Regions from separate parts of the Columba livia genome. Here region 2 is linked to region 1. A link is a contact called in public Hi-C data. All regions are on one chromosome and are shown on one strand. The core of a region is the stretch at or near the end of the contact, and the rest is flanking DNA. Distances in the headings are between cores, read along the strand shown. Region 1 overlaps OMA1 (OMA1 zinc metallopeptidase). Region 2 holds the start of FYB2 (FYN binding protein 2).

Region 1 (7,499 bases), core at 3,488-5,987:
TCTAATAATATAATTTTTAAAATATATCCCTTAGGAAATACTATGATTGCAAGCTTTTCGTTGCAGAAACTTTCACTGTAGATAGCAGTTGTGTAACTTAGTATGTCTGTCACAGGAAAATTATATTGAGAAGTGTTGTTGAAGGGATTCAGTTCTTGAAAGGCATGTGTTGTGCGAGGGGGAGAATGGTGGCTGAAGTGCAAAAAGGTAAGAGATGGATAAAAATGCATCTGCATTTTATCCACCAATACTGTATGTTGTACTTCACAGCTTCCCAATGAAGGACTAAATATATCGTACAAATTTCACTTTAATCTCGTAATGCATTCACTGCTGTGGGAGTGTTGAGAGATTTGAGAAGCAGGGGACATTCATTCAAGGCAGTCCTGGAATAAAAATGGCTCATTATAACTTCGGGGTTGTCATGCTTACTCTTTATTTTGTTTTGGTTTCTTAACACAGAAGTGCCAGGAAGGCAAAGCAAACAGCAGTTAGAATGCTCTTTGTTCTTGAATTCCGTTTGTAGTCAATAAAAGAGAACAATCCTGCAAGCTTGATGCTTTTTTCATATCTTGTGTAGGCTGCCACAGGGTTTTTTTTTCAGTGTGGTGTTTGTATCACAATACTCCTGGTTGAAAATTATTTTCTATATAGTAGTCTGTTTTAAGCTATTTCACTGCCATCAAAATTCTCTGTGCTGAAAATCCGTGTTGTTTTCCCAGATCTTGGGAGCATTTGAAGGGGATGATCACAAAGTGTGGTTGGTAGTAGAGGCAGCACGACAAGACTTCCCTGTCAGCAATACACTGCGGCTTCTCTATGTTTCCAATCCATATTGCAGAGCAGGGTTTAGTCACCCCCAGTAAGGACTGATATTAATAATTTGCATTTCCAGATCCCTCGAAGTACCTCATAAATAATGAACTTTTTCTGCAGTACCTCCATAGGTGGACTTTGTAACAGTTTTATTTGAGGTAGTGAAGCTTGGTAGGACAGTGATTTTAGCAAAGCTTCAGAGAAGATCAGTGGAAAAACTCTGGGGTTGAACTTCGGCTTTGGGAATCATTCGTTAGCTTCCCACGGCACATTGGGTAATGTCTGCATGTCTGAAACCAGACACTGCGGAGCACATGCAAGGGATAAGCTTTGGGTGATTGTTACATTTATAGTTTTTCACATTTTGATGTGTATCTTCAGAGGTTGGATGTACCTCTATGCATACTTGACTAAGATACCTATTTGTTCTTGATGTAGTTATTTCTTAACTACTTTCTTGTATGTGCAAACTGGTTATTGTTTGTTTACTGTCCATCATCTCTAAGGAGCTGATGCCTAAATCTGTTGACATGGTGGTTATTTAATCTCAGAAATAGTTTAATCTCAAATTTGTGATTCTACCACAGAATCAGGGTTTGTTGTGTATTTATGGTCATAAATGCTGCATAAAAATTGGCTACAATTCTTCCTTTCTCGTGGCCCCCACTCCATCGTTTTCTTATGCTGCATGCGTCTCTGCTAGAAGTAGCAAGAGTTGCAGGGAGGGGAATTAGGATAAGCAGAATCTGCTCTTAAAAAAGTGAAGTAAAAGATGGACTTGGATGTTCTGCCAGTGATAACTCTATTGCTTGGGCTGGCGATGGTTGGCAGATGTGTAAAGAGAGCTGGGTGTCTCTGCTGTCCCTTGTTGCTGCCTACACGAATTGCAGGCATCCAGTAAATGTGCTGTTTGATCTCCTGGAGCCTGAGGCTACGTGCCAAAGCCAGGCCTAGCTCATTCCTGCCTGCCTTCTTCTGGCTGTGCTGCTTAAAGGCTGCTTTTCTTGGTACAAACCAGGGGCTCCTACCCTGCTTTATGAATGGATACAGAGAATTGTTATCTCCAGTACATAAATTCATTATAACTATTAAACTAAGCTGAAATTGAACCTGTTGACCTGGAAGTGAATGGCTCCATAACATTTCATTAATCCTTTGAGATGTTTAATTCTTGCTAATTTGATATTTCAGATACGATCTTCTCTACAGATATAATGGCTTAATTAGTATACATTACATGATGTCGCTTCACACTACAGCGTGTACAGTATTTATCCACTAGAAAAGTAATTCAGTAGAGCTCAATTATAATACATTGACTAGAGCATTGAAGTTAAAAAGGATATGTGCAGTCGTCATTATATTTTAAGCATAAACATTTTTCAGGCTGTTGATATCAATCACCTACTAAAAATGATGTTCCTAAACCTTTTGTTACAGCTTACTAAAATATTTCCATTTAAAATGGGATTCTGACAGTACTGGATTAATTAGCAAATCATAACCAACATTTGGTGGGACAACAGTTCATAGAAACCTGATGTGTAACTTAGTCACCTATATAATATCCTTAACACAGTCTCGTTTTGTTGACCAGCAAAACAGGTGAAAATACAAGTTTGAAGAAGAACTTTGTGATATGGTTGTCTTCTATATCTTAATCTGATAAAAACACTGCTGACTGACAGCACTATTTGACGATAGACACCAAAATATGTGCTAAACAAATTTATTTTGTAGCATTCCGCTTGCAAGCTTGTAGCTGAAGCCACCTGGTTGAGAACACACAGCTCCAGGTAACTGTCCAGGACAGTGGTTCCAGTTGGAAGTGCAGGGAACAGGCAAAGCAAAAGGTAATAATTCTTTGGGATCTGGTCATTTTGCTGCTGCCTTCCTGTGAAAGTCAGGGGAGGTACAGGTACACAGAAGCTCATCTTAGAAACCATTCACTTAACAAGTGGAAGTAAAACTTGTGCTTGTGGCATGTGCTGTATGATCTGACCTGCCTACTTTTTGCTTCAGCTTTCACTCGCATGTGGATTTTCATGGCAAAGATGTGTTTATTGTAACTGTATTTGGACATACTGTGGTCAGCCTTATGGTCGTTCTGTCTTTTGTTTGTAATGGCAAGTAGAGACTGTTTCCCAAAGTGAAAAGGCTGTTTTCCAAAGTGAGTTCCATCAAAATGATACAAATTGTTTTTTTTCCTGTTTGTGAGTGACGTGGTCAAGTCCCTCCAGCTTCTCTCAAGTTCTTATCACGCCTTTGCTACACAATCCAATGTAGAAAATACATCAAGTACCACAGAAGTAGGGTGAGCAAACCAACATTTCAACATTGAGTCAATGTGAAAAAGGCTGTAAGGTGATGCATGCGTGAGCAACAGAAGCTCCTGAAAGCGCTAAATGGTCTGAAAACTTGATAAACCTTGTAGGAAGCTCTAAAGTTCCTACGCAAGTTTAATTGCAGGTTCTTCTTAGACCTTTTCAAATGACTGTTGAGGTCAACCTGAGGCTACAAAAGATGCAAGGGTCTGTTGGAAAAGTGGTATTTCTTAACTCCCTCACTGCCTAATTTCCATAATTGCATAGAGGACTGGGTATTTGACCCAATTGTCAAATGGAATATTTTCCCCCAACTTTTAATGGATGTTTTTCATGTAGGTATTGAAGTTGGTTTTCTTCTGTCAGATCAGTGTGTACAGAATAGTACCCAAATTCAGATGACTCCTGCCCCAACCCAGATGCTTCCCCTCCTCCCATTCTCTGCAATCTTAATCTGCAAATTACACTTGATGTAGTTAAATTTATCTCTTTTTCCCTTCTGGCAACATTGATCTGAATTGTATATTTGGACTCTAGTGAACCTGAGTTCCTTATTCCTACCTGGGATGTGTTGTCGTCAGATTTATTCCATACATATGTGGGATAAATAATGAAAGAGTAAATGAGGAAGGAATACTGTAGCAAAGTTGCCGCAGTGTGATTTTTAGCCACGAGATGGCAGCTGGGCTGCCTGAGCTGATCTGGAATCTGATCCGTTGTAACACCTTCATTTTTAGTCTGGCTTTAGTAAATTATCAAGGTGATTTTCACTTTCATTCAGTGTTAACTGCAATAACTCTTCCCTAGAGTTAACTTGAAACATCATCCTTGTGAGCCAGTGAATCTCAGGTGATTCTGTTGGAGGTCTTTGGTTGTTCTTTATCTGGGTAGCAGGTAACTTTAACAAAAGCTGCTGTCTGGCAAGCCTTACTTTCCCGTAATAGAAATTATCAGAAAGGAGTGACTGAGTGAAAAGTTGTACATGCAAAAATTAAGTATGCACCATTGGGTTTACACTTGTAGTAGCCAGTTTTGAGCCCTCACTGCAAATGTGGTCTGCTTTCCTCCTACGGTAGGATAACAAATGAAGTCAGAACATTTTATTTTGGTGCTGATGGCATGCTTGTCTCTGTCTAATGACCAAAGCAGGATCTGTGCTCTAAGGAGATGAGAAATCTGCTTTCACCTGTGTTCTTGACAGCCTGGGACTTGCTTTTTTCCTTCCTCTCCAACCTGTCAGTGAGCAGTGAGCAGCTGCTGCCTGAGGGAAATGAGCCGGGAGCTGAGGGTGACCGCAGCACCAGCTGTGGATGTGTAGGATGGATATATATCTGAGGTGAGGAGAAAATGAAAATATTAGGATAGGCTGTTTGTATTTTCTTCTCTGTAATTGTGGTTTTAGAGTATGAGGGATAATAGAGGAAGAGAGAGCGGTTGCTTCACATCAGCCAGCCTTACTTGTTCAGGAGATGGTGAAATGAGAGGATTCTGCTTTTGTTCTGTGGTCTCAGTGCTTGGTGTTCTCTCTCTTTCCCCACTCCATGTGAGGTAATTCATGAACTACAAGGGTGAAGGGAAATAACTGAGGTTTGGAGGAGCCAAACATGTGTCAACTGGATTTCAGACTGCCAGGTATATGAAGAGTATCTTCAGATTCTGAGCCTGGAGAAAGTTACTATGTTTTCTTTAAGCACTTTAACAGAACAGCAAATGATTCTTGAAGCAATCAGATCTTTGTCTAGCACTGTATTTGGTGGAGTTTTCCCCACTTCTTTGCTATATCCCCAGCTGTATCACCCTCCGGTTACTTTGGTAATACAGATGAGGCTCTACTGGTCTGCATTTCACAATTTTTTCAGCCAACAAGCTAGAAGGAAACAAAACCCTTGAGAAGCAGCAGGGTCCAATTTTCGCTGTTGACAATGAGGCCTCTATTCTGTTCACACTGAAATCTCTGGCAAAGGTCCCAGTAGTTAGATCTGGATTTCTCCCTCCTTAAAACAATATTCTTCCTTTCGTGCTTTATCCTCTGCTTGTCAGCATCAGCTGATTATGAGCTCCTGCACAGATGACATTTTATCTTCAGTAAGCAGGAAGGAGGCATGAATTAGGGCTTAGAAAAAATGTTCAATAATTAGCCACAGAGGAAGGAAAACATCCAAAAAAAGTACACAGAAAGAATTGACTTGCTTCATTTGACTGGGCTGGAAAGTTCAGCTGTAATGATAGTGGTTAAATTAATTATGATGATTTGGTGACAAGCTTGCTTGTCCCCAGATGAAGTGTATTATTTTTTAACCAAGATGAAGTAACTGCTGCTGTGTCAGAATCACAGGTATCAGGTATTCCTTGCATACTGCACACTCATTAAGGGTGTCATGTGTGGTGGCCCAATTTGATCACAGGTTAACCCTTAAGCCAGGGTTTGGATAAGTCTGTGGAAGGCTTTAGTGCTTTCTCTAAACCCTTCTTTATTGTGATTAACTATGATGGACACAGTCTTGGACAATATGGTGGGTTGTGACCTCTGGCATTAAAAGGACAAATTCTTATATTGTAGCTGAAGCTGGGGGGTGTCCTGGGGCTGTGCCAAGAGTGGGACCCTATCTCTAGTAGCGACTGCTGCCATGAATGCTGCTGATCCGGCATCGTCATTTATCCCCACACCTCTGTTACCTCAATTGCCTCTGCCCTGGCTGCGGCTTTAATGGCTGGCGGTGTTTGTGTGCATAGCTAATATGACACACATATTACACAGGGTATGTACCCTGTATGGCATTGAAGAACTTCTCATGGATGTCTCGGGGTGTAGTATTTAGATGGGCTCCAGCTTCAATTCTTCATGGCTCTCTTTTGTCATTCTATTATTATTTTGTCATTCTATTTCTATTATTTTGTCATTCTGTTATTAATACTAACTTATTTTTGACATGCTGACCTTTCCTTATCTTTGTTGTCAGTATTGCAAGACAGAGGATCCACTGAAATTAGTTTCCTGTGTGGTTATGAAAGCCATTGAGATCTATGGACTTCATGATTTTTCTCGGGGAGCAGGTCTCAGTCTATCAGGCTATCCCTGAAGAAATCTCCATCTCTTAACATGGGACTTTGAGTTTTATCACTTCAGTGTTTCATAGTGCCTGTGGGACATACATGTCAAGAGGCATCACATCTTGGAGGATGTTTCTTAATGACTATCATGAGCTGATATATATAGGACTTTAGGAAGGAGGATCTTGAATTTGATGGGGATAACAAGGGCAGCTAATAAAATGAGCACAGCACTATCAAAGAGAAGTGTTCAGAAGGTACTTGTGCACTCATATCTGATACACTGAGCAGTTTCCTGAGCAATTGCAGATTTGGGGGGCTTTAAACTTCTCGTTTTATTGCTATTGATATGCTGTAACTCAGTGCCAGCAGCTGCCAGCATAGCTGTCAGGCATAGATGTGAAGGCACATGGCTGCTGATGGTCACAGGTGTCACGTCAAGATACCATAATAAGAGCATGACTACTTTAGAGACACTTGCCCCCACCCAACATTTCTACTACTTTTCCTTAATTTTAGTTACTAATAAAAATGCATTTTTGCCATGTATCACTTTCTCTGCATATAAACCCTTTGTTATAGTAGTTCCAAGTTTCCCTAATCAGTAAAATGCTCCTTACAGTTATTTAAACTTGGTGTCAGTTTTACAGACTGTGTACACAGTTCTGGTTCCTGGAACAAGGGAGCAAAGCCTGTGCTGAGGCCTCTCCTGCAGGAGCCACACACAGCCCCTCTCTGACATGAGGCAGAGCTGCTTTGTGACCTCCATCTTCCTCTCACGCTTCTTCCATCTCACCTTTTTTTCCTAATCCCTATTTTTCTTCTTTAAACTTGGTTGCTTGCTTGGGAAATGTAAGGGTAAATCCAGATAGCTACTCTTTTCTGCTTCTGTTTTAAAATAACAAGAAAAGCTTTGACAGCTAAGAGCCTCAGTGAGATGAAGTGGCTTAACCCATGGAGTGTGGCAGTGGCTGCAAGTGACTCAACGGCATCTTGAACTCTTCCTATAGAGACTTTCACCCCAGGTGCTGAGACATCAGTGCCTCTAAATGGGCAATCTATTAGCATGTTTCACTGTAACAGTCTAATGAGTTGCAGTAATCTAGCCTGGAGGTCAGAGATGAAAGGCTTGCTGTTGAAGCTGCTTATTGAACTTGATTCCCCCATCTTTAGAAGGTCAGAAAACTCATTCACCAAGAGAGCGACCTTTCCCAAGTCACAGAGACTGATGGGCAGGTTGGCCCGTGCAAGTCTGAATTCTGAAGCTAGTCTTGGAAGCAGATAGGAATAGTTTTGTGTTTTCAATGA
Region 2 (6,928 bases), core at 3,904-6,403, 580 kb after region 1:
TCAATGGAAACAGATTTGGTCACCTGCTTTTCCTCACTGATAGCAATAGAAGATTTTGCTCCCCTTCAAAAAGTCTCCACCTCAAATGTCTTTGGCTCAAAACTGGGAATTAATTTCTGCCTGCATTTCTGTTAAATAGCACCTGTATAGGACATACATGAATGTGGCTGTTTGTATAAGCCTAGCTCTAGGGTGGAACTATATTACAAGAGCTAACATAGTGTTGTTGTCCAGCAACTTACATTTGCACTTCCTTTATATGTAGATTTTTATTTTTAGTATATTCACATGGTTTTTGCTGCAGGGGATACAGTTACTTAAAAGAATAATCCTTTTTTATGCCAATATTCTATTTATAATTTTTGTAGTACATTATTCATGCAATACTGTAAATCTGAATTTTTTTCCTGACTTGAAGACCATGAACATCTAAAGGCAGAGTCCTGTTCTTTTTTATTCCGTTTGATACGCCATACCCCCAAAGTTGTATCTGAGCTTCTTGCTGTCATGCATTAAGCAATGTGACTGACAGCTGCCATGTGCTGTTTGTTCTTTTGTGGTTCCCCAGGGAAAAGGGCAGAGCAGGCAGCCTTTCATTCAGAGGTAGGGTGTTTTTTAAAAAAAATAGAGAGATCATTGCAATGTACAGAGGTTATAGAAATGTTAGATATGGCAAATCAAGAAATTGCCTAGCAATTGGAGCACCACCCTTGGAAAGTTCGCTGTTTCACACGCGCCTTCACAGCACACATGGGATTTCTCATCCTCTCTGCAAGCGCTGGGGAGCTTTCTCTGCACAGGAGCTGCTGTTTTGCCAAGGAAGCAAAGCTGGTTACCAAGGTCTTCATCTCTGAACTTCAAAGTCAAAATCCCAGCACAGAAACCTTCAAGAGAAGGGTTTAGATTTGGAAGATGGCTTTATATTGTATAGCTAACAGAAGACATGAGTAGGAGCGTTGAAAAGAATAAGATAGATGTAGTGAGTTTGGTGTGGCTTATGCTGCTGAGCAGATGCTCTGAGGTCAGTGATGTTCCTGCAGTCTTGAAGGCCTCATGCCCACGTTGTGCTGTGTAACTGCAGGGTAGGGAAAAGATGCTGCAGGCTGGTACAGAAACTTGGAGGCTGATGGACCCCTCTGGTGATGTACCTGCCCCTTGGTCAACAGACAGGGCCATTGACCAATGAAATGCCTTGGTTGAGAGAAGGTCCTGGACCACTCCCATGAATGACCACAGCTCAGATTCATCTAGAGTATAAATGGAGCCACTGGAGACCCCCATTGAGTTGATCTTCCTTGGAGCAGTGGGTGTGCAGTTGCAGACTCTCCTTCTTAGACTGGCTGTCTAAGGAAGATTTCTTGGGGATTGAAATACCTTGTTTTATTGGTAAGTGTTCTTCTGGTTACCCTTGAGGGTCCTCACTTTGTAAGGGTGGGAAGATGTGTGTTTTGAATCATCACTTTAGAGTTTTGGTATCTGATCCCTTGAGTTTGAATTGACTGTGTAGCAATAGAGCTCCTAAACTGTGTTTTGTAATGTTTTAAGAGTGCTCAATAATTTTGATAAACCCTGTTTCTAGTTGTTTTTCTGATAAACAGTTCTGGTTAGAATAGAGTCTCTTTGGAGCTTATTGCCTCCCTAAGTTGACTTTTGGCATGCCTCTGTGACAACTGCAAACAGTAACATGTTTTTCCTCTCTGCACCAGTTGTACATCTTATTTACTGAGGTTCAGCTGTTCGTCATCCCCAGCTTCAATTCTCCGGCCATTGAGTACTCACAGTGCATTGTAAGGACCAACAAACCTCTGTTATTTACGTGCATGGGCTCGTGTCCCAGTTACTGAACCCAGTGGCTGTGGAGAGGTGTGGAAAAGGTCCACCTAAGGAGCAGAAGATGACCACAGTTCTAGTGCTGGACATGCCAGTCCGCATTTGGTGTCACTGAACTGTCCGGATAACACCTTCTGCCAAAGTAAACGTTTAGCTTTGAACACGTGAGCAATCATACAGGCTACACTGCTAAAAAAGAAGTATGCACCTAAGTGTGGGATCAGAGTCATACTGCTGAGAAAACCTTGTAGCTTGGACAGATAAAAACCTGAAAAATTGCAAGGCTTTATAATCAACTTTCTTATCTGAAACAGTGTTTCGATGGGGATAATTTTAAAACTTCTGAAGGAGACACATGGGTACCTACATTGGCTCCTCCTGAAAAACACTTTGCCCTGGCTAGTAAAATAAAGTGTTAGCTTTTTGAATGCTGGGATCGGTAGTATTGCATTTTCTTGAATTTCTCATTAGCGCTAGTAATGCAAGACAGAGCAAGTTGCTCGATGGTGGAACAAGTGATCCTATCTCCCCCTCTGCTGGAAAACCACGATATGACCTCCAGGAAAAAGAATGGTGAGACGTGTAGGAAACCCGGCTGGGGTGGCTGCCCTGGTCCTCCTGGGGACAGAATAAGGCATAAAAACTGAGCCAAAATCCCCAATCTGTAATATTATGGCACTGGGCTAATGTTATCACCAGTTATGTCCTGGGCAATACCTGAATCTAGTTGTCTTCCAAAGAAAACTGGATTGCCCCAAAATTTCCCCAGTCTTCACCACTCATGCTGCCCTGCCTTTCTAGATGTCTGAAAGATTAGGAATAAGTAATCTTCCCAACATTTGCTGTTGTATCTGGTCTCTAGTAACACCTCTGTGGAGACAAAAAACAGTCCCAAATCTGTATAATATACCTATAACATATGAAAAATCCCAGCAGTCACTAAGCAGAATAATTTCTGGGAAATTCAGAATATTTCAGGGAAAATAAGTCTGCTGAATGCTTTGCTTGCAGCCCTTGGACTGATATGTCTATATAAGAGACTGACTGCATCACTGCAGAAAAAACCCTATCCAAATCATAAAATTTGAAATTTTTAAAAGGGCTGAAATTGTTTATTCTGGGGAGACCATGCGTGCTTAGGAAGTGTCTGGTGCGGTTGCTCTCAGGGGAGGTATTTGGGTTTTTTTTGAGTCAGGGCTGTGCCCGGGAACTCCCGTTCTGGGTCAGTGCCTCTGATACACAAACCCAGACCAAACCCCAAGCTCCTGCTCCAAACAAGGCGATCTTTGTGTTTTGCTGGGATGTCACAGTTTATGGCAATTTGCAGCTTGATGGGGACTGACGGGAGGCACCAGCACTTCGGGGAGAGATGGAGTGGGAGGGGAAGAGCTATCAAAGAGATTACCTGCATTCCCTCCAGCATTTCGTGGAGGGTGTAAAGTCCTGTTTTGTTGTCTTCTGACCTGTCTAGTTCCTCGAAGGAAATTGTGCCATGTGGCCCATTAAAAGGTGGCTTACACAGAGCAGCACCAGCTCTTTGTCATCAGACATTCCCCAGAAAGGTCCAGAGCCAGAGAAAAAAGTCAGCTTCCACTTCTGCAGTGTTTGATCTCTACAACACCGCAGCTATACCACACTCCCCATGCAGTTATTATAGCCTGGTGCGATTTATAGCAGCCCTGGGGCTGCTGTGGAAGGAACGTGAGGCAAGTGGGGGTCCCACCAGGGCTAGCACTCACAAAAACGTATGTTTTAAAGAAACTTTTGGCATTTTCTTTTTATTTTTAGAGCCCATACAGAGGAATCTACCCTGTCCTTTTCCACAGGAGCATGGCTCTGAAGTCACAACCTCCTGATTCTTCAACAGTGCTTGAATTCATGGCCTGTGTTCATACCACTGGGCAGGTCATAAATCCTCCCCAACTACCTGTACACAAAATCAGCATTCATTTTCATCATGCCACAACTGCAGCCTGAGTTTGGGGGACTTCCCTGCCAACTCTCAGCTCGGCAGGACCTCCCTTTCTTCTCTGAGACCACCAGGCAGCAGCAGGGCTTTTCATGTGGTAAGGAACGAGGCACACGCTTCAGATCATGTCTCTGACAACTGAGTCTTTTTTTTTAATCTTTTTTAAAATTTTTCTCAGCTCTTCTCAAGCTTGATTCTGGAAAGCAGTGCCAGGTTAGGCTGGGAGAGCAATGGTCCCACTCCCAGTAGTGACAGGGAGTGTTCATGTGCAAAGGAGGAGTGTCCATCCACAAGTCATGTATCACACTGTTACCTTCAAAGCAGTGGAGAGAAACCTGGGACACTTTCAGACATACGCACACAGTTTGCCATCAGGTCCCACACATCAAAGACATGGTTTATCAGTCCCTTTTCCCTTAACTTCAAGGCTTGCTATTGCTGCAGGGTTTCTTTTCCTGGCAACTTTTGAGAATAGTGTATACGAGAGGTGCCATGTCCTGGTGCTTGGGATTAAGGTCAGTTGGTGATGGGTAAGTGTTGCCCAGGCTGCCGATGGCTCCCTGCCCACCCAAGCCCTATTGACAGCTGCCTCTGAATACCATCCAGCACCTGGGCTCCGTGCAGCAGCCATCTCTCGACACTCAAAGGAAAACATCAAGTGCACCCACATAGTAAGATAAAATAATATTTGATCAGTTATGGAGGGGAAAATAAAAAAGTCCTCTCAGTTCTCTTCTTGCCAAGCTAACCAGCATTGCTTTTCCTGGGAGATGTGCTCTGTAAAGACATGGGTTCACTGTTTGGACAGATCCGTTCAAGCTGTTCTCCCAGGCAGAAGTATCCAGTGATGAGAAAAGTCTTGTTTGCCCTAATTCAACTGGTCTGTCCTTAGGACTCTGAGAAACAGCTCACCATGAAAAGGAGCTGCTTCACCAGGGAATACGTCTGCGCTTCAGCGAGGATGATTGTTTTTGCTGGGCTCTGCTATCCAGAGATGGAGAAAACATTTGGTTCCTCCAGGGAAATGTCTCTTTTAATCACTCCAAGGTCTCTGGCTTTGGCTTGCGGAAGAGCCTGGTGCAAGCTGGGCTGATGTGTTAGGGTGGGTGTCACCCATGAAGAGACATGTGAAGAGGTGGGGTAAGGACTATTGCTGGGCATGGTGGGACTCCTCTGTTCTCCTCGGCTTTTCTTGCTTCAGGTTTCAGAAGGGACCTGAGAACTTCTGTGTATATGGACAGGGGTGCTGCAGGGGCACCCATGCTGAGGGAATGTGCCGTTCTTTCTCAAAAAGCAAACAAAACTGGATTATTTCCTTTGTGAGCCCATCCAAAGCCTGCTGTGATGTTGTTTGTGGTTCAGAGAACCCATGAGTCAGTTAGGGAAGTGTGGCCAGGCCGGGCTTTGCTCCCGCAGGCTCAGCTCTGCTGGGGTGAGGCTCTCCCCGCCCTGGGGGCAGACCCAGGCCTTGGCCCAGGTGTGTTTTTGGGCTCGCCCCGCCTCACCCAGTGCTGCGGCGGCAGCAGTGACGGAGCAGGGAGCAGCAAAACATGGTGCCAGGCTGAACGGCTGGAGCCGGCGTGGAGCAGCAAAGGAATGGAGGTGGTAACTGTGGCGGCCCTGCTCCTCTCACCCTCACTGCATGGGCTGCTTTGTCTCCTTTGCCCCCCGGACTGGGTGAAACCTCTGCTGCTTGATTTTCTGCTGCTGATTTGTAGCTTTGGGGCTGCTATCTCTATGAAGGACTGGGAGCAGTTAAACTTGGCATTAGGTGCATGCTTTCAATGCTGCATGTGATGTGCATGGGGACAGCTGTTCTGCCCCAAAGCAGGGGCTGAAGGGATCCTGGTGCCTGGTTTCTTACCCTCTTCCTCTGAGATGAGCTGTGGTTGCTGTCTCTTAATTTAACAGAAAGTAGAGGTGGAGTTTTTTTTTTTTCTGGGAGAAGCCGGCAGGTTAATGAGTAGATGGTATCTGTGGTGCGTTCTCGTCAGCATGCCCAGGGTGCCTGGGCTCAGCTCCAGCCACCCCACTGCCGGGAAGAGAGCAGTGCTGATTAAACATTTACCCATGGGACCTCCCTTGGAAATCAAGATAAAGAATGGATGAAGCCAGAAGAATTTCAGGAAGGGAACATGCAGTGCTTCCTCTCAGCTGAGTGGAATTTTTTCAGTGTCAATTTGTTTTAGAAAAGCAACTGCAGAAAACTAATGAGAACTGAGATTCCTTTTACTTAGTACTTGGTATCAGCACAGACCTCCAGCTGGTGATCTTTCTAAAAGGTGTCATTATCATAGGCTTAAGCTGAGCTTTATTCTGCTTCCTAGAATGATATTAATGTTAGCAGAACATTTTATTTATAGGGAGAAAATATGGAAAGTTTAGCTATCCCCTGACTCTGTAATGCTCATAGCTTTCCGGTCAGTGGAAGTTTGTTTCCTTTTTATCCTCTCCCGTATCTTGCATGGGCTTTTGCCAAATGTATTATTATTCACAGTGAATTATTTGGCCAGATGTAGCTCTAATACACATTGTGAGCTTTTGGCAGTTCTTTAAATTTACTAGTGTATTCTCTCTGCTTGTCAACTGGTCTGATTTTCAGAGGATCACCTCTCCCCACTGTGCTGAACCCTCCCTGGGCTGGTGGGGCACTGGGACTGGGACTTCATGTGTGGCCTGACCGCCTGTGGCCCATCTGGCACTGCGTTTAGGTTGGGCATCTCCCTGAGCTAGCTTAAAGTGTGGGCTGAGCTGGAGAGTTGCCTGAGTGGGTCTGTATTTTGAAACAGTCCTGATGGAAAATTATCTTTGCAGAGACTGGGAGAACTCATTGTACCTCAGATGGTTCTGCTAAGCTCAGCCCTGTGCAAGGAGGCAGCACTTTTGGGAACATTATTGAGGGGGAAAAGAGAGCATTGGGGCCAGCTGGGTGTGGGGGTACAGGAGGTGGCCATATGGTGCAATTTAACCCCATCTTCCCAGGCAGTTTGGTGTGCTCAGCCAGGGACTGTATGTCTCCCCCTGGTGCTGGGTCTGCTTGTGGCATTGGTGAGAATACACCAAGTGGGCTGCAAACTGCAGGAGCTATGTTCTAGTGAAGGGCACAGAGAGTGCTTTAAGTGCAGATAA

What was found. Hi-C and Micro-C count contacts between places; a contact is called where the count stands out from the background.
Region 2: a contact with region 1 is called in a Hi-C map of crop, with 6 times the contacts expected there. The contact joins the promoter of FYB2 here to the enhancer-like site in region 1. A contact is called at or near these places in 2 of 2 Hi-C or Micro-C datasets (crop and liver).

Annotation. Positions count from the first base shown.
Region 1 is chr8:12,845,119-12,852,617 of bColLiv1.pat.W.v2, forward strand. OMA1 (OMA1 zinc metallopeptidase) reads left to right here. Exons shown (of 8, transcript XM_065072069.1): 8 at 1-551. Among named protein-coding and RNA genes, the nearest start is that of OMA1, 26 kb to the left of the region's middle. Within about 2 kb of position 4,738, at least 1 of the 3 cell types and tissues checked has an H3K27ac peak away from gene starts, as active enhancers do.
Region 2 is chr8:13,420,305-13,427,232 of bColLiv1.pat.W.v2, forward strand. FYB2 (FYN binding protein 2) reads left to right here and starts at 5,154. Exons shown (of 25, transcript XM_065070949.1): 1 at 5,154-5,401. The coding sequence starts at 5,169.